Linked DNA regions of Macaca mulatta: region 1 is linked to region 2. The links are chromatin contacts, called in public Hi-C maps. All regions are on one chromosome and are shown on one strand. Each heading gives the region's core, a stretch centred on a gene start, on an enhancer-like site or on the middle of the called end of the contact. The rest is flanking DNA. Distances are from core to core; before and after follow the strand shown.

Region 1 (3,595 bases), core at 335-2,834, 84 kb before region 2:
TGTTACTAAGTTTGAGTTTCTCATTATTTACTAAATCGAATATGCACCAAAAGGATAGACTCTTCACTTTCAGGGCAGTCTGAGGCAGGTGACTGATTCCCTAAAACATATATTCCTTGCTAGACAAACCTGGCCTGGGTTAAAAATAAATAAATAAAAACTCAAGGTTTAAGACCCTTGCAGGTCGGGCAGGGTGGATCACACCTGTAATCCCAGCACTTTGGGAGGCCAAGGCGGGCGGATCACCTCAGGTTGGGAGTTCGAGACCGGCCTGACCAACATGGAGAAACCCCATCTTTACTAAAAAAAAAAAAAAAAAAAATTAGCCAGGTGTGTTGGCTCATTCCTGTAATCCCAGATACTCGGGAGGCTTAGGCAGGAGAATCGCTTGAACCCGGGAGGCGGAGGTTGCAGTAAGCCAAGATCGCGCCATTGCACTCCAGCCTGGGCAACAAGAGCGAAAACTCCGTCTCAAAAAAAAAAAAAAACCTTGAAAATATTTATTTAGACTCTATGACAAGCACTCTGACAAGATGCCATCATGTTTCCCGTAAAATAAATTCAACAATGAACCGAAAGATGAATATATTCTCTTGAATCAAAGGTCCATATAAATGGTTGGGGGGGAGGGGGGAATGCCCTTCCACTCTTAAAAATTATTCTTCCTTACTAAAAATCACAAACTTTGATATGACTCTCAAATAGACAATAAAATTGGAAAATTTCCAACACTGCATTTCTAACTTAAAATATTTTTTCCAAAGTAAAAAGTACATGGTCGTTTTGTGTGTCAGAAGAAGAAATAGGAACTACAAATAAAGAAAAGGAATATGTTTAAATGACCATAATCCCATTACTCAGCGATAATTACTTGCTGTCAATCCTTCTTAACTTTTCCATACATTCATAAATACGATGAGACTGTAAATCAGACAAAAAACAAAAAAACCGACCCCGATAATGATCTTCGGCGCAATGGGCAATGTCTAACGACTTCAATGGCTTTCTTCAGGGGATTCTCAAGGGGGATTTCTTGATCTTTCCCAAAATGTTGGGAAGTCCTTTAAGTTTAAACAAAACCTCTAAACGGGAAGGGATGCCAACCTTTCCTAGGCTGCCTGCAGAGCGGGGAGAAACAGGTCGATCGGAAGATTAAAGACATTCGCCTAAGAACACTCCTCGCCCTAAAGGAATCTGCTTCTCAGCCCCAACCCCAGCTCACCCCAATTCCACGGAGGTCCGCAGATGCTCCCCCCGGAAAGGACAGGACCACTCGGCTGCCGCGAATCAACGCGGCGCGCCCGGAAGCCAACAGCTACTCCCCGGCTCTGAGCGGGAAGTGCGGCGGCCAGCTGCAGCCTGGACCCGGGAACGCTCCTCCCTAGGGTAGGGATGCGCGCTGGCGCAGGCTTTTACCTGTCTCATCTTCCCATGGTTCGGGGCGAGTAGGCGTGGACCGCGCTCTGCGCCTACCTCCCTCTTCCTTCCCCAGCAAGGCTCAGGGCAGCCGCCGACGGCGCTTCCCCGGTTACTACAACAACCAACAAGCAACCGCCCGCTGGGAGCCACTGCGCAGGCGCTGATAACGCTCAGCTGCGGACGCGGGCGAATGTCGTCACCGCCGCGAAGCGCGGGCGCAGAGCCCTGCCCTCAGCAGAAAGTCTTTTTTTTTTTTTTCCGCTGTTTTTTTCTCCGCCCCTAAGAGGTTGACTCCAAACCCGGAGTTCCGCTAGGTCCAACAGGAGGGTTTACGGCGTGAGCGGCGTACCTGGGGAGAGGCTTAGGCAGCGGCAACCGCTGATTGGCAGTAAAGGGGTTCACTCCCCATCTCCTGCTCGGGCAAAACCAGGACAGCCAATCAGAGAGAGGACTAAAGGAAACGACCCAATCCTGGAGCAGGGCTGAGGGAGGGGGTGGGGACAAATGGCTCAGGTGGACTCCGGGCTGGAGCTGTCCTGGGGGAGCTTGTTTGCGGCGGCTGCTGCTGCCACTGCTGTGCTGGGGGTCCGGTCGCCAGGTAAGGAGAATATGGGGGAGAAGAGGGATGTAGGTGTCTGTGTTGCTTCTGATTGAGAGGATCGGAGAATCTGGAAAAATAGAGGTGAGATGGAAGGAAGATACCTGGAAGGCAACCTTTTGGGGGGAAAAGGGTTCGAGAGGCGATGACAAGGGGGAGCTAGGAAGATGGAGAAGGCTGGTGAATTCAAGGAAAGAAGGAATGGATGAGCGAATGAGCAGCCACTATAAGCCTAGCACTGTACAAAGAGCCTTCACTTTTTCTCATATGATTCTTACAATAACCCTTCGGGTTGATATTTCTATCTCCATTTTGCAGATGAGGAAACCGAGACTGAAAAGTGTAAATGACTTGCCCAGGGTCACACAGCTACTAAGTGGTAGGGCCAAGATAAGAATCCCTCTCTCCTGATTAAGTTTTAACAGCACACCTATGCTGGGCTGGGCTGGGTTGGGCTTGGCTGGGCTGGGCCAGGGCCAGGACAAAATTTGGAAATAGATGTTATATACACTCTAGGAGGCCCTAAAGCTTTAGGGAAATTAGGTTGAGAAATTGGCAGAGCAATTCAGAAGTACTCAGGTTCTGTCCTCATCAGCTATCTGTTGGGATTCCTAAGAGCTTCTGTGAAATGGAAGGCGTACTTGTGCAGAAAAGTGGAGAGGTGCATTCATGCAGCTTTTCTAAACCCCGGAGGAGTCTCCTCTTGAGAGAGGGTGAGAAAATAAAGAGGATAGGTGGATCTTGGCCCAAGTGATAATGGCCTATGATATCCAGTAGACTCTCAGTCTCTGACAGAGACCACCTTTGTGATCAGCTCTCCCTGAAGGGTTCATCAATTCACCCTTCCTTCTCTAGATCTCTTTATTGCTTTTTTTTTTGGGGGGGGGAGGGTGTTTCACACTGTCTTGGACCATTGCTGACTTTAATATCTATCTCACTGGGTAGCATAGAACAATACCGAAATTTATATTGCCAAAGTGACAAAGAAAGCCTGTTAGTTTATTACCACTTCAGGCCCAAGAGGTTAACCTGACAACAGATAAACCATAGACTGAGAAAATAGTGATGAGGATGGGAAAAAGCCATTCCATTATTAGATTATTTATCTATTTTGGTTTTATTTAAATCAGACTAACTGAAATTACTACTCAACAAGAGTTGATCTAAGCCTTAAAAAAATAAAAGTCTGGGTGCTGTAGCTCACACCTGTAATCCCAGCACTTTGGGAGGCGAGGCCAAGGTGAGTGGATCACTTGAGCCCAAGTGGAGAGGTTGAGGTGGGAAGATCACTTAAGCCTTTGATTTCGAGGCTGCAATGAGCCATGACCACGCCACTGCACTCCAGCCTGTGTGACAGAGCAAGACCCTGTCTCAAAATAATAATAATAATAATAAATTAAAAAATAAAAAGTATGTAATCTAATTGTATTTTCTATACAACTTGAAGACAGAAGAGGATATGGTATGCTTTTCTTAATCAAAAAATGGGAACTTCATTAAAGTAGTCTCAAACAGTGAGGTAGCACTGCAGCAGTCCAACAGACCATGATTCTTATCTCAGCTCTGCTGACTTTGCTG
Region 2 (3,846 bases), core at 762-3,261:
CAAAGCCTGTTCAGTGGTCTCTTCACAGGGACCGTGTGAGACAGGATTACCAATCCTTTGTTAAATACACAGCCAGGACTGTACGTGCTTGGAAGATGTGAGACTGGGAGGCAGTGGTCTGGCTGAAAGACGTTTGCTTTAAATATTCCCATAAATATTTGTTTCGAGTATTTGGAGACGGCATTCAGGTTTACAACCTGCCCAGCTTTCTGGATCATAACCACATTGAGATGCAAAGAATGTGAGCTTCTCCTTCCAATAAGAAGGAAAGAGAAAAAGATTAAGACATGAACTACCCTTTCTAGGCCTTGGAAATTCAGAGTGAGATTTCTACTCCATCCTGCTGGACTTGGCTCCAAATCCCAGGCAAGGAGTTTGGCACAAAGCACTGTTCCCACTGTCCTGGCTTCAGCTGTGTATAAAACAAGGTAAAAACAGTGCCAAACACCACCAGGCATGGCTTTGCAATTCTATGCAGTAGAGGAGATACTGCACTCTAGGAAAGCTGGTTGGTCCAACTGAAAACACTGCCAAGTTCTGATGACACCAGAATAGTCTGATGCCCAGGGGCTGCTGCCAGAGAGCGAAGAGCATTCCTGAAGTTACAGGTCTAAGTTGGTGGACTGACACAGGTTCAGGAATGACACAGCAAAGGTATAGTATGTTCTAGAAGCATGCTTTCGGCTGGGGCAAGAGCAACTGTGATGAAAAGCTGAAAGAGCAGGTCCCCCTGCTTTTGTTTCCCGCCTCTCTTACAGCATCACAATCACTGCCTGTCACACCCAGTCACTGTCACCCAGAGTCACAAACACTGTTGGACAATCAGCAAATTACAGCCTCCCATACCCAATAGTTAGGTGCAATCTAACACACACCCCTGGGAACATTCACAAACTCTTCTACCTACCTGATTGCCAAAGACAGCCACCGAGCAGGCTGTTGAAACCTCATTAGCCCCAAACCAGACAGAAGCGATGCGGGAGGGCATGCCCAGGATGAAAACCTGGGCCACGGAGCAGATGACCTGGCCCACCACAGTGACTGGAAAGAGGTGTGGCTTCAGGCTGCCCAGCTTCACCCAGGCCCCCAGGCAGTTGAGAGCCGAGCCGGTGAGGGCAATGGTGCGGAGGCCGAACTTCTCCAGCAGCCAAGCCACTGGCAGGAGAAGAGGGATGTAGGTCAGCATGTAGCACATGGACAGCCAGTCGATGGCAAAGGCACTGACACCGTAGAAGTGCATGAAGATGTTATTGATGGAGCCGTACTGGATCCACTGAAAGGCGTTGCACATGGAGTAGCAGCTAAACACCAGGACCACGGCCCAACGGCGCCTGCTCACCTTGATCACGCTGAGGTCCTCAGGGCCCGAGCTACTGGGGTGAGCCAAGCCACTGGGTTGGGCTAAGGCACTGGGGTGGGCCGAACTGCTGGGGTGGACAGAGACGCTGGGGTTGATGGAGACGCTGGGATGGACCGAGACGCTGGGGTCCGCTTGGAGTGCGGACTCCGGCGCAGGGGTGTCATCGCGCTCTTCCTGGCTGGGACCTTCATTCACCATGACCACAGTCTCCTCTGGAATCCCGGAGAAGTGGTGAGGACTCCGGCAGTCTTAAGGGATAGTGGCTTCCGCTGGTCTCTTAGAGTTGAAAGAACACTTGCCTATTCCAGAAGAAACAGAGACTCAAGGCTGCGTAAAAGCCTCAAGTGGGGCTTCGTGTGCTCACCCCCAAGCTCCTCCTCCCACTTTTGCTTGGGGCTGTCTGTTCCCACCCGCGGCGATCGTTGTCCCAAGGCCGGCCGCACACGCTGCAGCCGGCTCCGGACCGCTCCTGCCTTGGGTCTCCCCACAAGGCGTTCCTTGTGCAGGAAAAGTTCTCTCCTTGCGCAGCCACTTCGCCCGCAGAGTCCTCTCCGGGGCCAGCTTGGGGCCTCGCCCCGTCGGGCACACGTGACCGCCCCGCCCCCGTCCTGGCTGGTTTCCTCCACCCCCCACAACTCCACCCCCCACCCGGTGTCTCTTGCCTTCTCGAGCCCGGTCCGCCGGGCAGCGCAGTTGTTTCGCCACAGCTTGCGGGATGCATTCCTCCCCCACGCCCCGGGCGCCATGGAAACCGCCCGGTTAACCCCCACCCCTTGCACTGTCCCTCAAATTCATTTGCCACCCGCTGTCAGTGGACCCTGCAAGAATATCCGCCTTTCCGAGGTAATCCGCAAAATAGAGCATCCCCAGTGCCTGTCCGCATGCCCTGCGCGCGTGCACCAAAGCCGGGGGCCACCTAAGTGTCCTGGGGAATTCAAGAGAGATTCCCTAACTTTCTTCCCCTTGGCTTAGGCTCCCAGCCCCTTGCTGAACTAAAGAAAGATTTGTAGATTCCCGGGCTGGTTGCGCTTCTGGGTTAAAGGGCAGTTGCAGAAAACTCGCTTTACTCGCTTCTTTCCCTGCGGACGTGGTTTTGTCTTGGGGAGGTTACATTTGAACCTGTTATGTGGGGCTATTATTTCCTGATGGATTCTGGGCGAAGACCCTAGGGTGGCGGGGAGGGAAAGGGGAGTTTGAAGAAGCTGTCCGCGGTTGTGTGATGGAACGCTTAGCGCAGAGCTGGCTCCGGGCTTGGTCTTGGAAGCGGTCTTTGACCTCAAGCAGCGCTAGTCTGCCACCTGCCGGTCCCAGCCCATTTCAAAGGGCAAACCCTCGACTCGCTGCACTGATCCTATTCTTGGCGAGGGATCCTGGTAAGGAGCCCAAATTCTCCCTGAGTTCAAACAGCAGCTTAGCTACAACGAGGTGTCACTGTAGATCAAGGAACTCCACCTCTCTGTGCTTCAGTTTCTTCATCTGTAAATGGGAATGATGAAATAATAGTACCTACCTCACCGTGTTGTTTTGAGACTTGAATGAGTTAATACATGAACACATTTAGAAAATTCCTGCCACATAGTAAGCATTCCGTGAGTGCTGGCTATCCTAGCAAAAAGCTAACATTTGTTGTACAGTGCTAAACAAATTGAATGCACTATCTCATTTATGCATCACAAGAATTCTGTGATAAAGTTGCTATTGCTGGCCTGCATTTTATAGATAAGAAAACCGAGACTCCAAGAAGTGAAATAACTTCTTCCTGAAGGTCCCAGCTGGTAAGAAGAGCCATAATTCTCATTCAAGTCTATAATCATTCAAGCTGTAGCCTAGCTATTCAGGCACGGTCTGTGGATAGCAGTGTGGGCACCCTGTGGGAGCTTTTTAGAAGGGCAGAATCCCCTCCAGTGTTAAGGTCTTAAAAAACAAAACAACAACAAAAGAACCAAGAAGGATGCCAGGCCCAACCTAGACCCACTGAATTGAAAGCTGCATTTTAACAAGACGCCCAGGAGATTCATTTGTTTGCAGTGAATTTTGAGGGCTACTGGGCATCACTGCTTCCTTTTTTTTTTTTTTTTTTTTCTTTGTTAAACTTCAGACCAGAAAATGAGTAACTTGAAGCTCTGGGAGGTGGCTCTGCATTTTGTCTGCACATTAGAATCATATGAAGAAACTCTTAATATTCCAAGTGTTTGGGCAACACCCCCGATAGAGATCTCCGAGGGTGGACCTGAACATCTGCATGTCTTAAGCTCCACCGACCTGAACATCTGCATGTCTCAAGCTCCACCGACCTGAACATCTGCATGTCTCAAGCTCCACCGACCTGAACATCTGCATGTCTCAAGCTCCACCGACCTGAACATCTGCATGTCTCAAGCTCCACCGACCTGAACATCTGCATGTCTCAAGCTCCACCGACCTGAACATCTGCATGTCTCAAGCTCCACCGACCTGAACATCTGCATGTCTCAAGCTCCACCGAC

What was found. Hi-C and Micro-C count contacts between places; a contact is called where the count stands out from the background.
Region 1: a contact with region 2 is called in a Hi-C map of blood, with 6 times the contacts expected there. The contact joins the promoter of TTLL5 here to the promoter of FLVCR2 in region 2. A contact is called at or near these places in 5 of 14 Hi-C or Micro-C datasets (CD4 T cells, blood, cortical neurons and 2 more).

What each region holds. Positions count from the first base shown.
Region 1 is chr7:148,868,562-148,872,156 of T2T-MMU8v2.0, reverse strand. TTLL5 (tubulin tyrosine ligase like 5) reads right to left here and starts at 1,584. Exons shown (of 34, transcript XR_013396464.1): 1 at 1,417-1,584. It overlaps ERG28 (ergosterol biosynthesis 28 homolog), which reads left to right and starts at 1,608. Exons shown (of 5, transcript NM_001194135.3): 1 at 1,608-2,017.
Region 2 is chr7:148,785,150-148,788,995 of T2T-MMU8v2.0, reverse strand. FLVCR2 (FLVCR heme transporter 2) reads right to left here and starts at 2,011. Exons shown (of 9, transcript XM_028851701.2): 1 at 908-2,011. The coding sequence starts at 1,558.